Regions from separate parts of the Oryctolagus cuniculus genome. Here region 1 is linked to region 2. Evidence: chromatin contacts called from public Hi-C data. All regions are on one chromosome and are shown on one strand. Each heading gives the region's core, a stretch centred on a gene start, on an enhancer-like site or on the middle of the called end of the contact. The rest is flanking DNA. Distances are from core to core; before and after follow the strand shown.

Region 1 (7,495 bases), core at 3,969-6,468, 210 kb after region 2:
TAATATAGGATGGAGGTACCCAAGTGGCATGTTAACTGCTGTGCCAACCATCTGCACCCCCACCCACCCAGGCATGACTTTGTAAGCCTGCAGAGATCTTGAAGCATCAGGCCCTAGGAGCAGGTTGATCCACTAAAAATGCCAACTGAAAAATCATTGCCTCAGAAAAGCAAACTTGGCAAAGCATGAAAGGACCTGAGAAATACAATCTGAAATAGCTCAAATCTCTTTCTTGTGTTCTGGGCACAAAAGGCAATTACAAGGCAAGTGCTCTAATTAAATATGTGGAATGATACGACTATTGGCTAAGGAGGGTGATACCATGAAAACTTATATAAGCTTAAAGATACTAAATAGAGATTCTCCCCAAATTAGATGAAAATATCATGAAATTTATTAATTTTTACACCTTGAATTTTTCCTTTTTATTTTTTAAGAAGATTTATCTATCACCTGAAAGGCAGGATTAGAGAGAGAGAGAGAGAGAGAGAGAGATCTTCCATCCAATGGTTCATCTAAGATTACTGCAATGGCTGGGGTTGTGCTAGGCTGAAGCCAGGAGCCACGCATTTCATTCGGGTCGCCCATGTGTGTACAGGGGCCCAAGTACTTGGGTCATCCTCCACTGCTTTCCCAAGCCATTAGCAGGGTGTTGGATTGGAAGCACAGCAGCTGGGACACATACTGCTGCCCACATGGGATGACAGTGTTGTAGGCAGTGGCTTAACACATTATGCTGCAACACCAGCCCTCTGTGTTTTTCCTTTTTTAATTATTAAAAGAATAAAAAAAAGAGCAGCCGCTCTCTTTTCTTCCTCTCCCTTCTTCTTTCCTAGAATAAACACAATTAAGAAGTTGGTCTATAACATACTATTTATCATTCCAGACATCTTTCCCTGCCTAACCAAACTTATTGACACCTTGTTTCTCCAATGAATCATAAAATCAGGATCATGCTATACCTGTTTTTTGGTACTTTCCTTGTCTCAGATTCTGTCTTGGACATCCTTCTACGTCAGTATATATTATGTCATCCATGTTCTTTCATTGCACGTTTTATTTGTAGCTTGTACAATGTTTTCTCAGCACATTACTGGTTAATTTCTGAATCACTCATAAAAAATGATTAAAAAATAACGGTGATTGGCCGGCGCCGTGGCTCAACAGGCTAATCCTCCACCTTGCGGTGCCGGCACACTGGGTTCTAGTCCCGGTCAGGGCGCCGGATTCTGTCCCGGTTGCCCCTCTTCCAGGCCAGCTCTCTGCTATGGCCAGGGAGTGCAGTGGAGGATGGCCCAGGTGCTTGGGCCCTGCACCCCATGGGAGACCAGGAAAAGCACCTGGATCCTGGCTCCTGCCATCGGATCAGCGCGGTGCGCCAGCTGCAGCGGCGGCCATTGGAGGGTGAACCAACGGCAAAGGAAGACCTTTCTCTCTCTGTCTCTCTCTCTCACTGTCCACTCTGCCTGTCCAAAAAAAAAAAAAAAAAAAAAAAAAAAAAAAAAAAAAAAACGGTGATTGCAGGACCACCTCTGGCTGGCCTGTTTTTGTTCTAGGTGAAGAGCTGCTGGCCTGCTGCCCATGATACATGACTGCTGTTGTCACACGAGGGCAGAAATACGCCGTGAGTGTTTCTTCCAAGCAGCAGGCTCCAGGGCAAAAGGAGGGTCCTGGGTGGACTGCTCAGCAGAGAAAGGTAGAATGCCCTGGAGACTCATTCCTGCACCAAAGGAAACAGAGCAGCCAATTTCTCCCACGCATCCCCTCCCCCAGACCTGCAATCTGCAATAATTTTGCAGAAATAAAGCAAATGGATTGCCACATTCCTCCACGTCTATTACACTTGACTATTCTTTGCAGGAGCTACTCAGGACCAAATGTTTGGAAAGGAAGTTGGCTGGCCACAGTGTCTTTTTCTTTTCTTTCTTTCTTTTTTTATTTTTTTAGAAACTTTTCTGCTGCAGCTGCAAAATAGGAAAAAAAGAAGAAAAAGAAAAAAAATGTAACTCCCCCCCAACCAAAGACCTTTTAGGAAAAATTCTTCATTTATTTATTGAAAAGCTCTTGCACATTACATATTTAAGCTTACATATGCTGAGAAGTCTTGATAGCCATTGAGAGCTTAAAAATTTATTTTGATGTTAAGCATTTAGTAATTACTTTGACTTCTAAAAATTTTTCCTTTACACATTGTATTTATTTGAAAGGTGGAGAGACAGAGAGAGAAAAGTGACAGACACCTCTATTTAACCATCCATTGTGTTACCCTCAAATGCCTGCAACAACCAGAGCTTGGCTGGGCTGAAGCCAGGAACCCTGAACTCAATCTAGGTTGCCCATGTGGGTGACAGGGACACATTTACCTGAGCCATCACCTGCTGTCTCCCAGGATGTACATTAGCAGGCAGCTGGAATTGGGTTCAGAGTTGAGACTACAACTTGGGTGCTCTGATGTGGCATGTGGCTACCCCAAGTCTTCCAAGGAAAGTCTTAACCATTACACCCAACACACTTGCCACATAGAGATTTATTCTCTTACAAATGAGTGGGTCCTTTGAATCAGGATTAACAATTGAATTTCTTGGCTTCAGGTACTCTGTAGCCAGCTGAGCCTCCAAAGACTGTTTTTTCAAGGGTTATGGCTTTGTGAGACAACAGGCGACATTACTATTGATTAGAATGACAAAATACTTCCCAAAATCTTCTCCAGTGTCTGTGCTTAGCATGCGCAAGCTCGGCCTTCTCTTCAGTCCGCACAGCTGGGGCCTCTGTTCTACAAGACAGCTGCCAGCACAGCGGTACAGGTAGCTTAGAATCCTCTCCTCTCAGTGTGGCCCTACTGGCTGCTGTGTCCTCAATCGGCCTCTCCAGCCTCTTCTCCTACAGTCAGAGAGCACGGATCCAACAGTAGCTCACAGCGCTGCATCACGGAGCCCCCCTTGCCTGCAGTGCCATTTTCTGTCTCTCTGCCACTTGGCAAAGTTCTCACCCTTCAAGGCCCAGATCACTCACATCCTCCCTTTGCCTTCCCTAGATACAACTAAGCTTGCACAATTAGGTGACATTTTGTTCATACTATTGCCATTCACCGTGTAATTTTAGTTATCAGTAGCATTAACATTGTTATAATAAAAGCAGCTATCCTCAAAATACTCACTAACTTCCAGAAACTGCGCTATGGATTTATATTAGGTCATTTCAATATAATTGGATTTTGTCACATTTTACAGAGGGTGAAATTAATATCCAGAGACATGAAATTGTCCAAATTCACATACTAAGTTTATGGGGGTACTTCTAAAAATTCATTTAAACATGAAATTAGGGGCCAATCCTGTGGCGTAGTGGGTTGAGCCACCACCTACAAAGCCAGCATCCCATATGCTCACAGGTTTGAGTCCTGACTTCTCCACTTCTGATGCAGCTCTCTGCTAATGTGCTTGGTAAAGTTATGGACAACGGCCTAAGTCCTTGGGCCCTGCACCCATGTGGGAGACCCAGAAGAAGCCCCTGGGTTCTGGCTTTGGCCTGACCCAGCCTTGGTCATTGTGGCCATTTGGGGAGTGAATCAGCAGGTAGAAGATCTCTCTCCCTCTCTCTCTCTCCCTCTCTCTCCCTCTCTCTCTCTCTCTCTCCCTCTCTTTGAATAAGTCTGCCTTTCAAATAGAATAAACCTTTTTTAAAAAGATGGAATTAAAAGATGCATGCATTTTGGTGAAAAAAAAATTTGAAAGCCATGCATGTTAGAGGTCTTCAAAACTGTCATGAAAAATACATATTATGAAGAACTATGAGGGGATTTCAAAAATTTTTGGCACCAAAATAAAATTATCTTTTGATTGCATTTTCCAATGAACTTTTTGAAGTTTCCTTCTATCTGTCTGTTTCCCATTACTATAATAAGATACATGGGACTGGGTAACTTTAAAAGGAAAAGAGGTTTATTTAGCTCACAGATCTGGAAGTCAAGGGCATGATGCTGGCATTAACTTAGCTCTGCAGGCCTCATGGCAGATGATGGGGTGTGTGTGAGAGGGCGAGATCACATTGCCAGACAGAAAGCCAAAGGGCCTGGGATCTCACAATCCCTTCAAAGGGCATACTCTCCATGATCTAAGGATCTCCCATTGAACGCCACCTCTGCTGAAAGCCCACCACCCTGGGGACCCATCTTCTCACACACAAATCTTCGACCAAGTCAAACCATATCCAAGCATTGCACCATGCTGAGTGACAGAATCCAGTGCAGTGACACTGCCCAGCCCGTCTGGTTCTGGAGTCTGTGTGGTCTTTCACCCTGAACTACTGGGCACTTTTACACCCATCTTCTCTTTTTGTTGGCTTGTGAATTTTGAAGGAAGTTCTCAGCTTCGTCCACATTTGTGTTCACTCTCTCATGGATAGTGGGTCCCAAAAGAGCACTTTTCTTTGAAAGTGTGGTTTCATCTAGATATTGAAGGCTGAGGTTTTGTTGTGTTTGTTTTTGCAGGAAATTGATGAACAACTGGAATCAAGTTGCTTGCTGTTGGGCTGGACTGAGCACTCTCATGTTGTCAACTGCCCTAGGCATGGAATACTGCCAATCTTACAGAGGCAAGTTTGAGGGAGAACAATGGGGTACATGGGCCCATAGCATTGGCTATTAGCCAGAGGGGCAAACATTATGTATGAAGATAAGCTTCAGAGATGGGGTGATGGAGCCTAAAGATGAGTCTACACTTTGAGTGTTTACCATGCTCATTTTTTTCTTTATTCTCCTTTCCATTTCCTCTCCTGTTTCCCATTTTGAGATGGAAACAGAAATTCAAAGAGGGCTAAGTAACTTAGTTAACATGAATAAGTTACATGGATAGTCAGTGGCTAAGCTTCCTATTCAGGCATAAGGCCAAAGCTGCTACCACTTGGGTAAAGTGTGATAATTTAATTTTTAAATATTTATTTATTTATTTGAAAATCAGAGAGAGAGAGAGAGAGAGAGAGAGAGAGAGGTCTTCCATCCGCTGGTTCATTCCCCAACTGGCTGCAACAGCCGGAGCTGTGTCAATCTGAAGCCAGGAGCCAGGAGCTTCCTCCAGGTCTCCCACGCAGGTGAAGGAGCCCAAGGACTTGGACTGTCTTCCATTGGTTTCCCAGGCCACAGCAGAGAGCTGGATCAGAAGTGGAGCTGCTGGGACTCGACCCGGCGCCCACATGGGATGCTGGACCTGCAGGCGGCAGCTTTACCTGCTATGCCACAGCGCCGGCCTCTATAATGTAATTTCATATCTAACACCATTGCTCTGCCATTCCTGAGGCCATAGCTTGCAAGCATAGTTTTGTGCCTTACAGAAAAGGCATGTACTGGCTTCATACAGAAATGTCGATTATACTGTATAGCAAGGGTTGGGAGGGTTTGCCTAGCTCTGGCTCTGCTGAACTTTGGCTTGGCACACTTGCCCAGCACACAAGGAAAACAAGCTGAAACACATAGCCAGCTGCCTTCAGCTGACACAGGGAGTCTGGACGAATGCTGTAGCCATACTCTGCAAATGGAAACCATTCTTTCTGGTGGGGAGAGCCCTGTAGAGAACCAGCATTCTTTGCAATCCATCCAATCCACAGCAGCCCTTTGATGGAGAACAGGGAGAGCCCCAGGGTGAGAAGAATGGGGATGTCACCCTCAGCCTCACCCCCACTGCTTTGAAAGCCAGTTCCGCCCCTCCCATTTGCAGGGCCCACACACCATGTGTCTAAATAGTTCACAGTTATAAATCAAACCAACACACTGCCAGATAAAATATGTTCTGTCCTCCCCCCTGGACAAATCTAACTTCATAACAATGTGGATGGTCAGGCTGGAATTTACAGCTCTCAAGCTCGTGGAGTTCTCTACTGGAACAAGGTGGTACAGGGAGAAGCGGCTGCTGGCTGGAGGTTCACTCTCTATCCCCCAATGCACAAGGCTCTTTGAGTGCACATTTGTGATGTGGCAGTCCACACAGCACAATTCTGTCCATGTCTTCAGCATCCAGCTGCCCTTTGGCCATTCTGAGCCTGGGATTATATCTACAAGCAGAGTCATTTGAAGCAGAGAATTCCAGGAAGCCCGGTTCCTGAAGTGATGCTTAAACAAGCCCAGTGTCCAGGGGGTGTTTCTGGACAAGAGTGAAGGCAAGGCCCTGTAAAGCCCTATAAACAGCAGGTCTGGGCAGGATCAACCTTGCCTAAGTCTATGCTAAAGAGAGAAGTTTCATAATCATGATTTTTGGAGTGCCTGGGTTTGTGTCCCAGTTCCAGTTTTCCTGCCAATGCACATCTTGGGAGGCAGCAGGTGATGGCTCCAGTATTTTATTCCCTGCTACCCATGTGGGAGACCCACATGGAGTTGTGGGCTCCTGGCTTCAGGTGGATCCAGCCCCTGCTATGGTGGGCATTTGAGGAGAAAAGCAGTGGATGGGAGTTTCTCTCTCTCTCTCTCTGTAAATGAACAAATAAAATTTGAAAATAAAACAAAATACAAATAAGATTTGAATGAATTACAGTCACAGAAGTCAAGGGGTGGATTTTAAGTCAGAGATTATTGGAATACCAAAGCCATCATACACTTTGAATGCTTTCTGAAGTTAAGGTAGATTTAAGTAGTGATTGATTCTTATCCCCTGTGTCAGCTAAGATTCAATATCCCCTGCCCTTGGGGTATTATCAACATACTGGTATTTTTTTTAAAGTATAACCAAATACTAATGATCAACAATTTTAAATTAAAAATTTCCTGCATTTTATGGAACATCTATATTAGAAATAGTGAAAAAAAAAAGATTGCCTTCTTTGTGTAAATTGACAATTTTATATGACTTTTAAGCAGAGAAACTTTCAATTTGAGCACTAAAGCTTTCTGGGTTCAGTCCTTCCCCCGCCGGAAAGGGGTGAAGGGCCCATGCCTGGATTTCTTCAGGTGTGAAAAGCTCTCATCGCTTCATCATTTCCTTCGGAGCAGCGTTGCCTTTCCGTGCTAGGTATTCTGTTTCATCTGGAGTCTTTACATTGGGCCCTGAATCCTTGGGATTATAGCTGCCCAGTCCTGCACACGCACAGATGAAGTGAGGCTCCTGCTGGATCTATCACGGGATTGACGCATTATTCCTCATGTCATTTAAGGAGCCTAAGGTAGTCTTATTGAAGTCCCCAGGCCCAACCCTGTTTGGGTCTCAACAAAATATTTGTAAAAATACATAAAAAAAACTTCATTTTAGGGGATAGCATTTCAATAAATTTAGCTGTTCACATTTTCCATTTCCATTGTCAGGCCAAACATTTTTGGTATTTCCTAGCCCTTTTTTTTTTTTTTTGGCCAGGATTCATTTAAAATAATTAAGGTTTTGATAAATGGTGGCATAGTAGTTCCAACCTCATGCTTTGTGAAATATGGAAGAACAGGTCAAATAAGGTTAAATGTTGGATGACAGGGAATCCCTGTTCTTGACATCAATTCTGAATTTGTAAGAAACTTGAATCT
Region 2 (7,440 bases), core at 1,157-3,656:
TCCCTGGCCATAGCAGAGAGCTGGATTAGAAGAGGAGCAGCCGGGACTAGAACCGGCGCCCATATGGGATGCCAGTACCACAGGCAGAAGTTTAACCTACTGCACCACAGCACCGGCCCCAAGGGGCCCAACTTCTTAAGCTATCACCTGTGCCTCCTAGGATGCACATCAGCAGGAAACAGGAATTCAGAGTGGCGCTGGGACTCAAACTCAGAAACCCTGAAATGGCTTGTGCACATCCCATGTGGCAGCTTAACTACTGTGCCAAACACCTGTCCCGGAGGTGGGCGTCATAACTGAAGTCTTAACAACTAGGTTAAACACCTGCCCCCTACTGGTAGATTACTGAATGTCCAAAGGGATAGCATGCATAGAGAGGAGCCTTCGGTTGGGCTTAATGCTTGATTTATTAAACTCATCTGTTACTTTGGGTTTCCTCAGGCCCTGAGGAACTTATACCCTGAGGTGTGGGTATAAGTTGAGATAGTTTATCTGGGAAGTGATCCCAGGAAGCCCCAGGAGGGAGAGGGGAAATAAGACAGGGATGGGAGGCCAGCCAGGAAGGGGAGACTTTTTGAGGAGATCACTGCTGTGGACAGTGGGGACTCACTTTCACTGGTGGTTCCTGGGAGGTGCCCCGAGTTATAATTACAAAAAGTCTAGGAGGCTAGGCCACTAACTCCCCCCAGGCACTGGGTGAGGTCTGCTTCTTGGACATAGCCTTGCTGAGTCTAATTCTGCCTGTCTTCCAGAAACATGTTGACTTTTCAAACCGTGCTTTGAGCCACGGATTTCAGAACTGCACGGTGTGTCCGGTGGGGTACTGGAGCTGCCTCACGCTGGCTCAGGAAAGCTGAGTGTGTGCCTTCTTTTCAGGTCTACATCCGGTTATCCTATGTTGGTAGCTTGAAATTAGCTATGGAGGGACCCTTTTCACTACTGAAATTGGCATATACCACAAATCAAGGCGTTTATTCCCTGGATGTACTGTGAAAATATTATCCAAGAGTGGAGTTTTATCTGAGATTTCTAAGTTTAGATCCTGACACCTCCACTGACAATCGAAACCATTCTGCTCAAGTGACTTTTATCCTTCTAAGCCTCATTTTATTTTTTATATATTTATTTTTTGGCATTTGTAAAATGGAGATAATCATACCTGCCTGGAAGGATTTCTGTTTTTTATGATAAAATGAAATATTGTGTGTGAAACACAAGAGCTGTGCTTGCCACATGTAAAAGTTTTTTCTTGATTGCTCAGCATCATGGAGACTTTAGTTCTTACCCACCTTTCATCATTTTCTGTGCGTGAACCTGAGCACATCATACTGCCACCAATTTGGGCTCAGTTGTTTCACTTTAACAGCTGAGGAGGAGCCTTAGATCATCTCCAAGATTACTTTGATTTTTAAAGTTTGAAAACTTTATTGCCTTTTTTTTTCAAATCCTATCAGGACATTGGGCAAACAGTCTGAGAGAACATTGTATCCCTGATCCTGGGCTCAGAGAAAAATCCAGGCCATTTCCTGGGTCATGGCTGACAATCTGGAACCTGTTTCTATTAAAATAGAAAATGTAGATTGTTTTGGACCCTGGATTTAGACTTACCTGTGTTTAAACTCATTTATATATTACACCCTTTTCCATTAAAATAGACACCAGATTCTTAAAAACTTTCTCTAGCTTGCTCTGTCAGGCTACATTTTCATTAGCCAATTCAAAATCTTCCTGTTAATAAAAATATGTCTATGTTTTCTTTTTCTTTCCTCCAAACAGCTATTTATTTGCTCACCTCCTGGAGAAGAAAGATCCTGTCCCCTATTTTCAATAGAGTAAATGTTCTTAAAACAAAATTACAAGCATGTATCTTCATAAGGTTGATAAGCTTTCTGGAACTCTGAACAGGTTTCATTGCGTTTCTCTTAGCTGGATATCCTAAACTGTTGGCAGAATTCGGAAAGCAGAGGAAGGCGTCAAATGTCTTGGCTTTGTCCATCCTGTGTTTAATATGCACACAGAGCTCTCAACATGTCTGTTGTGCATTCTCGAAGCTGTTACTAATTTTGCTGTGTAGTATTGGGGCGGCAGCACCAGGCACTAGGGTTTCCTGTCCACATATTATTGGACACATGTTCTTGTGGAGTGCACATACTTCAGCTCCTGGCTGCTCACGGCCCTGGGCCTGAGGGAGTTGGAGGAGGAAGTGACGGCCATGCATGAATGATGTAATATCCAAAGAGAAGAAGAAGAAAAAAAATGCCCGAAGTTGTTGCACTGGGTTCTTCCTTCCTGGAAGGCACACAAGCCTCCCAAGCCACCCTGTGGTATTCATTACACGTACAAACACAAGGTGGTGGTGTTTGAAAGCAGGAAAAATCTGCAATTTGATTCTCAATCCCAGAAGCGATCTGCTATGGGCTGCAGTCCAGGCAAGCTGTTTTGTGTCAGCCCGTTTTAGTGATTCTGCAAGGCTCAGAAGTGAATCGTCTTTGTTTGACTCCAGCAAGTCTTGTTAGTTTTATTTTTAAAGTATATCTGAACTCTGTCTCTCCCTAGCTAGCTTTCTTCCTATTGCTCATGTTCAGGGTATCATTTTTTAAAAATCAACTTTGATGCATATGAATTCACATAAATGTCTTGCATCTAGAGAGACCATGTCCGTCTGGGAAGTTTTGATCATTGTGTGTACTTGTGGAGCCACCGCCGCTGCGCAGAGGTGCACCACTTCAGTCACCGGCAGCTTCTCTGCTTCCCCGTTCACATCCAGGATACCCATGATACATTATTTTAGGGGAAGGAAGGAGGATATTATTTTAAAAGATTAATTTATTTATTTGAAAGTTAGAGTTACACAGAGAGAGAAGGAGAGGCAGAGAGAGAGAGAGAGGTCTTGCATTTACTAGTTCACTTCCCAATTGACCGCAACAGTTGGAGCTGCACTGATCCAAAGCCAGGAGCCAGGAGCTTCTTCCAGGTCTCCCATGTGGTTTTAAGGGCCCAAGGACTTGGGCCATCTTCTACTGCTTCCCCAGGCCATAACAGAGAGCTGGATCGGAAGTGGAGCAGCCAGGTCTTGAACTGGTGCCCATATGGGATGCTGGCACTGCAGGGGGTGGTTTAACCGGCTACGCCACAGCACTGGCTGCAGGGGGGTATTTTTTAAACACTTTTTGTCACTACAAGTTTGTTAGCATTCCATACCAATGAATTCTACAGTAGGTGCTTTTTTCTCTCTAGCTTATTTCACTCAGCATAATGAATTATAATGCACATAGGTTGCCTAGATTATTTTTCATTGCATAGTAGTGTTCCATTGTAAGAACATATCATAGTTTATTTATCCATTCACCTATTGATATATATTTGAGTTTTTTCCTGTTTGGAGCTATTGTGAATAAAACTGATATAGGGGCCAGCACTGTGGCATAGTGGGTAAAGCCACCACCTGCAGTGCTGGCATCCCATATGGGCGCTGGTTCTAGTCCTGGCTGTTCCACTTCCTATCCAGCTCTCTGCTATGACATGGTAAAGCAGCAGAGATTGGCCCAATTCCTTGGGCTCCTGCACCCACATGGAAGACCCAAAAGAAACTCCTGGCTCCTGTCTTCAAATTGGCGCAGCTCTGGCCATTGCGGCCAGTTGGGGAGTGAACCAGCAGATGGAAGACCTCTCTCTCTCTCTCTCTCTCTCTCTCTCTCTGTGTATGTGTGTGTGTGTGTGACTCTGACTTTCAAATAAATAAATAAATCTTTAAAAAAAAAAACCTAGTATAAACATTACTATACAAATCATTGTGTGGACATATGTTTTTTATTCTTCTTGAATAAATTCCTAGTACTAGGATAGCTGGATTGTAGGGTTAGGTATGGGTTTACCTTTTTAAGAAACTGTCAAGGAGCCAGCAGTCTGGTGTAGCTAGCAAAGCTGCCACCTGCAGCACTGGCATCCCATATGGGCACTGATTTGAGTCCTGGCTGCTCCAGTTCTCATCCAGTTCCCTGCTAATGCCCCTGGGAAAGCAGTGGGAGATGGCCCAAGTACATGTGGCCCTGCACTCACATAGGAGACGTGGAGGAAGCTCCTGCCTTTGGTCTGGCCCAGCTGTGGCCATTGCATCCTTGTGAGGAGTGAACCAGCCGATGGACACTCTCTCTCTCTCTGCCTCTGTCTCTCCCTCTCCGTAGTGCTGCATTTCAAATAAATACATCTTTAAAAAAAGTATAAGAAACTGTCAAACTGTTTTTCAAAGGAGTTGGAATATTTTACACTCCTACCAGAAGTTTGAGTATACTATTATCTCACACTCCTACCTGGACTTTGTATTCTTAGTCTATTTAACCATTCTAGGGGTATATAGTGATATCTCATTTTGGTTTTAACTTGCATTTCCTTGGTGACTTGTAATTTTGAACATTGTTTTTTTGAACATTTGTGCTTATTGACCATTATGTTGTCCCATTTTTGAACTATGTTCAAACATTTTTCCCACTATCTTACTGATTTTTTTTTCTTGTTTTATTTATTTGAAAGTCAGAATTACAAAGAGAGATTTTTCCATCTGCTGTTTCACTCTCCAAATGGCTGCAATGGCCAGGGCTGGGCCAGGCCAAAGCCAGGAGCCAGGAACTTCAGTTGGGTCTCCCAGGGTACAGGGCCCAAGCACCTGGGCCATCCTCTGTAGCTTTTCCTAGGCCATTAACAGGGAGCTGGATTGGATCAGAGTTGGATTGGATTGGAATGGAACCATAGCAGCCAGGACTTGGATCAGCACCCATATGGGATTGCCAGCGCTGCAGGTGGCGGTGTAACCCTCTATGCCACAGCACCGCTCTATCTTATTCAATTTTTAGTTTTCTTATTACTGAGTTCTGCGAGTTTTTTTTTATGTATTCTAGCCCTTTGTCAAATATATGTATTCTGAACATTTTCTATCATTCTGTCACATGCTTTTCCATTTTTTAAATGATACCTGTTGAAGAGAGTTTGAATTTTGGTTTTTATTTTTGATAAATTTGTTAACCTGGTTTTTTTGTAATGGTCTGTGTTTTTTGTGTCCTAAGAAATCTTTGTCTACTACAATATCATAGATATTTTCACCTGTGGTTTCCTTTAAAAATGTTCTATTTTTTGCTTTTTCACTAGAGGATGCATTTTGAGTTAATTTTTGTGTTGTATCTGGAGGGGTGACATTCTTTGTTCCCACGCAGATGGCCAGGCCTTTCACTGTAATGTCCCTTTTATTTCTGAGGGTGGTGATTTGTGCTCTCGCTCTCCCACCCTCTCCCTGTTCTCTGCCCCCTCTCTCCTGCTCCCTTTCTTCTTTTCTTTTACCAGTCTACCTGGGGGAAAGAGTATCCATTTTGTGGATTAAACATTTTTTAAATAGCTTTTGACTCTGTCGATTTTCTCTCTTTCTTTTCCTGTGTTACTGAGTTTTGCTCAGATAGTCACTAGTTCCTTCCTTCTAATTGTTTTGTCATAACTTTGGTTTTCTTTTCCTAGCTTCTTGCAGTAGAAACTGAGGTCATTGACTTTAGACCTTTCATCTTTTTTCATATAAGCCTTTCAAGCTGTAAATGTTCTCCTAAGCTCTGCTTCAGCTGCATCCCACAAGCTTTGATATGTTATGCTTTCATTATTATCCAGTTCAAAATATTTTCTAATTTCCCTTGGGATTTTTTTCATTGATTTATGTATTTTTAGAAGCATGTTTAACTTGTGAATACTTGAGATTTTCCTAGCTATCTTATTGTTTTTTATTTCTTTTTTTTTTATAGTCAGAGAACATACTTTGTATGTTTTAGTTCTTTTAGATTTATTGAGAGTTGTTTTATGGTCCAGCATATGGTTTCTCTTGATTAAGTTTTGTGTATGTATATATCCTATAAATAACCATTAAGTGCTCGATTAAGTATTATGTATGTGTGTGTATATATACATATATTCTCTAAATACCATTAAATTAAGTTTAAGTGCTTGGTAATATTGTTTACATAACATATATATTTTCCATGGTTTTATATGATTATCCTATCATTTTCTGGAAGAAAGATATTAAACTCCATTACTATGATGTTAGATGGTCTGTTTTTTTCTTTAATTCTGTCCAGTTTAACTATATGTATTTGGAAGCTATGTTATTAGGTGTGTACTCATTTTGATATGTTGATGATGAATTGACCTTTTCATAATGAAATGTTGTTCATATCTTTGTTAATAGTTTTTGTCTTAAATTCTCTTTTATCTGATATTAATAGAGCCTTTGCTACCTGCTTGTGTTTACTGTATATGTGGTTTATCTTCTTCCATCCACTTTATTTTCAGCTCACCTGTGTCTGTATTCAAAGTACATCTCTTGTAGACAACGTTTGGTTGGGACTACTTTTTATAAGTTCTGAGGGTCTCTAGATTTTAATTGGAATCTATAGTTCATGAGCATTTAATCATGTTAACATAGTTGGATTTAGTTCTACCATTTCATTCTTTTGTTTGCTTCTTGTAGGTATGTGTGGGTTTTTAAATTTTGTTTGTTTTATTTCCTCATTCTTGATTTCTTTTATATTATTTAAATACATAGAGACAGTATTGTACCTTTCCATGTAACATGCAGAAAGCTTGCACTGTTATAGGTTCATTTACTCCTCTCCAATGTTAACCTTATTACTTTTGCTTTGTAATCATGTTTATTGTAAAGATATTAAGAGATAAGAGATTTTTTAATATTTTCTCTCTAATGTCAGCTTTCTATAGCCTGCAGAAATTTTATTTAGCATTTTCTGTTATTCAGACCTGGTGGTAAAAAAAAATCTCTAACTTTCTATGTAGGAGTAAGGTCTTTATTCACTCTTATAATTGAAAGATACAGAGCTCTTGGTTGACATTTTCTCTGTAGTTCTCACCATTTCTAGATTCTGGGTATTTTTTTTATGAGAAGTATGTGGTCAATCAAATGATTATACAACTGTATGTAACAAGTTGCTCTTAAGATTTTTTTTTAATTGTGGTTTCCAGTGATTGGACTGTGATGTATTTTTCTTGGAATTTATCCTGTTTGGGGTTTACTGAGCTTCTTTAATTTGTGAATGTATGTCCTTCACATACCTTTCATTTAAAATTTTCAGCCATTGGTTCTTAGAGTATTTTTTCTGCTTTCATTATTTTTCCCTCTCTTTGATTCCAGGACCTACTTTTAAACAGTATTGCACAGTTCCATGAAGTTTCATTTGGTTCTTTTCAGTCTTTTATTTGTCTCCCAGTTTATTGACTCCTTTCTTTATCATCTCCATTCCTAAGTCCGTCTAGAGAATTTTTTACTTTTATTTTCAAGTGTATACTTTTCAGTTCTAAAACTTTCACTTGGTTCTTTTTTATATTTTCTGTTTTTTTACTACTTAATTCATTGTAAGCATACTTTCCTTACCTCATTGATCATAGTTATGA

Evidence for each region. A called contact is a pair of places that touch in the nucleus more often than the background predicts.
Region 1: a contact with region 2 is called in a Hi-C map of embryonic fibroblasts, with 1.6 times the contacts expected there. The contact joins two enhancer-like sites. A contact is called at or near these places in 2 of 6 Hi-C or Micro-C datasets (embryonic fibroblasts and psoas muscle).

What each region holds. Positions count from the first base shown.
Region 1 is chr12:80,729,848-80,737,342 of mOryCun1.1, forward strand. It overlaps LOC127483686 (a long non-coding RNA gene), which reads left to right. Exons shown (of 3, transcript XR_011380921.1): 3 at 4,490-6,796. Among named protein-coding and RNA genes, the nearest start is that of POLR2M, 160 kb to the left of the region's middle. Within about 2 kb of position 5,219, at least 1 of the 8 cell types and tissues checked has an H3K27ac peak or open chromatin away from gene starts, as enhancers often do.
Region 2 is chr12:80,518,710-80,526,149 of mOryCun1.1, forward strand. The region is part of intron 12 of MYZAP (myocardial zonula adherens protein); the gene reads left to right. Among named protein-coding and RNA genes, the nearest start is that of POLR2M, 51 kb to the right of the region's middle. Within about 2 kb of position 2,407, at least 1 of the 8 cell types and tissues checked has an H3K27ac peak or open chromatin away from gene starts, as enhancers often do.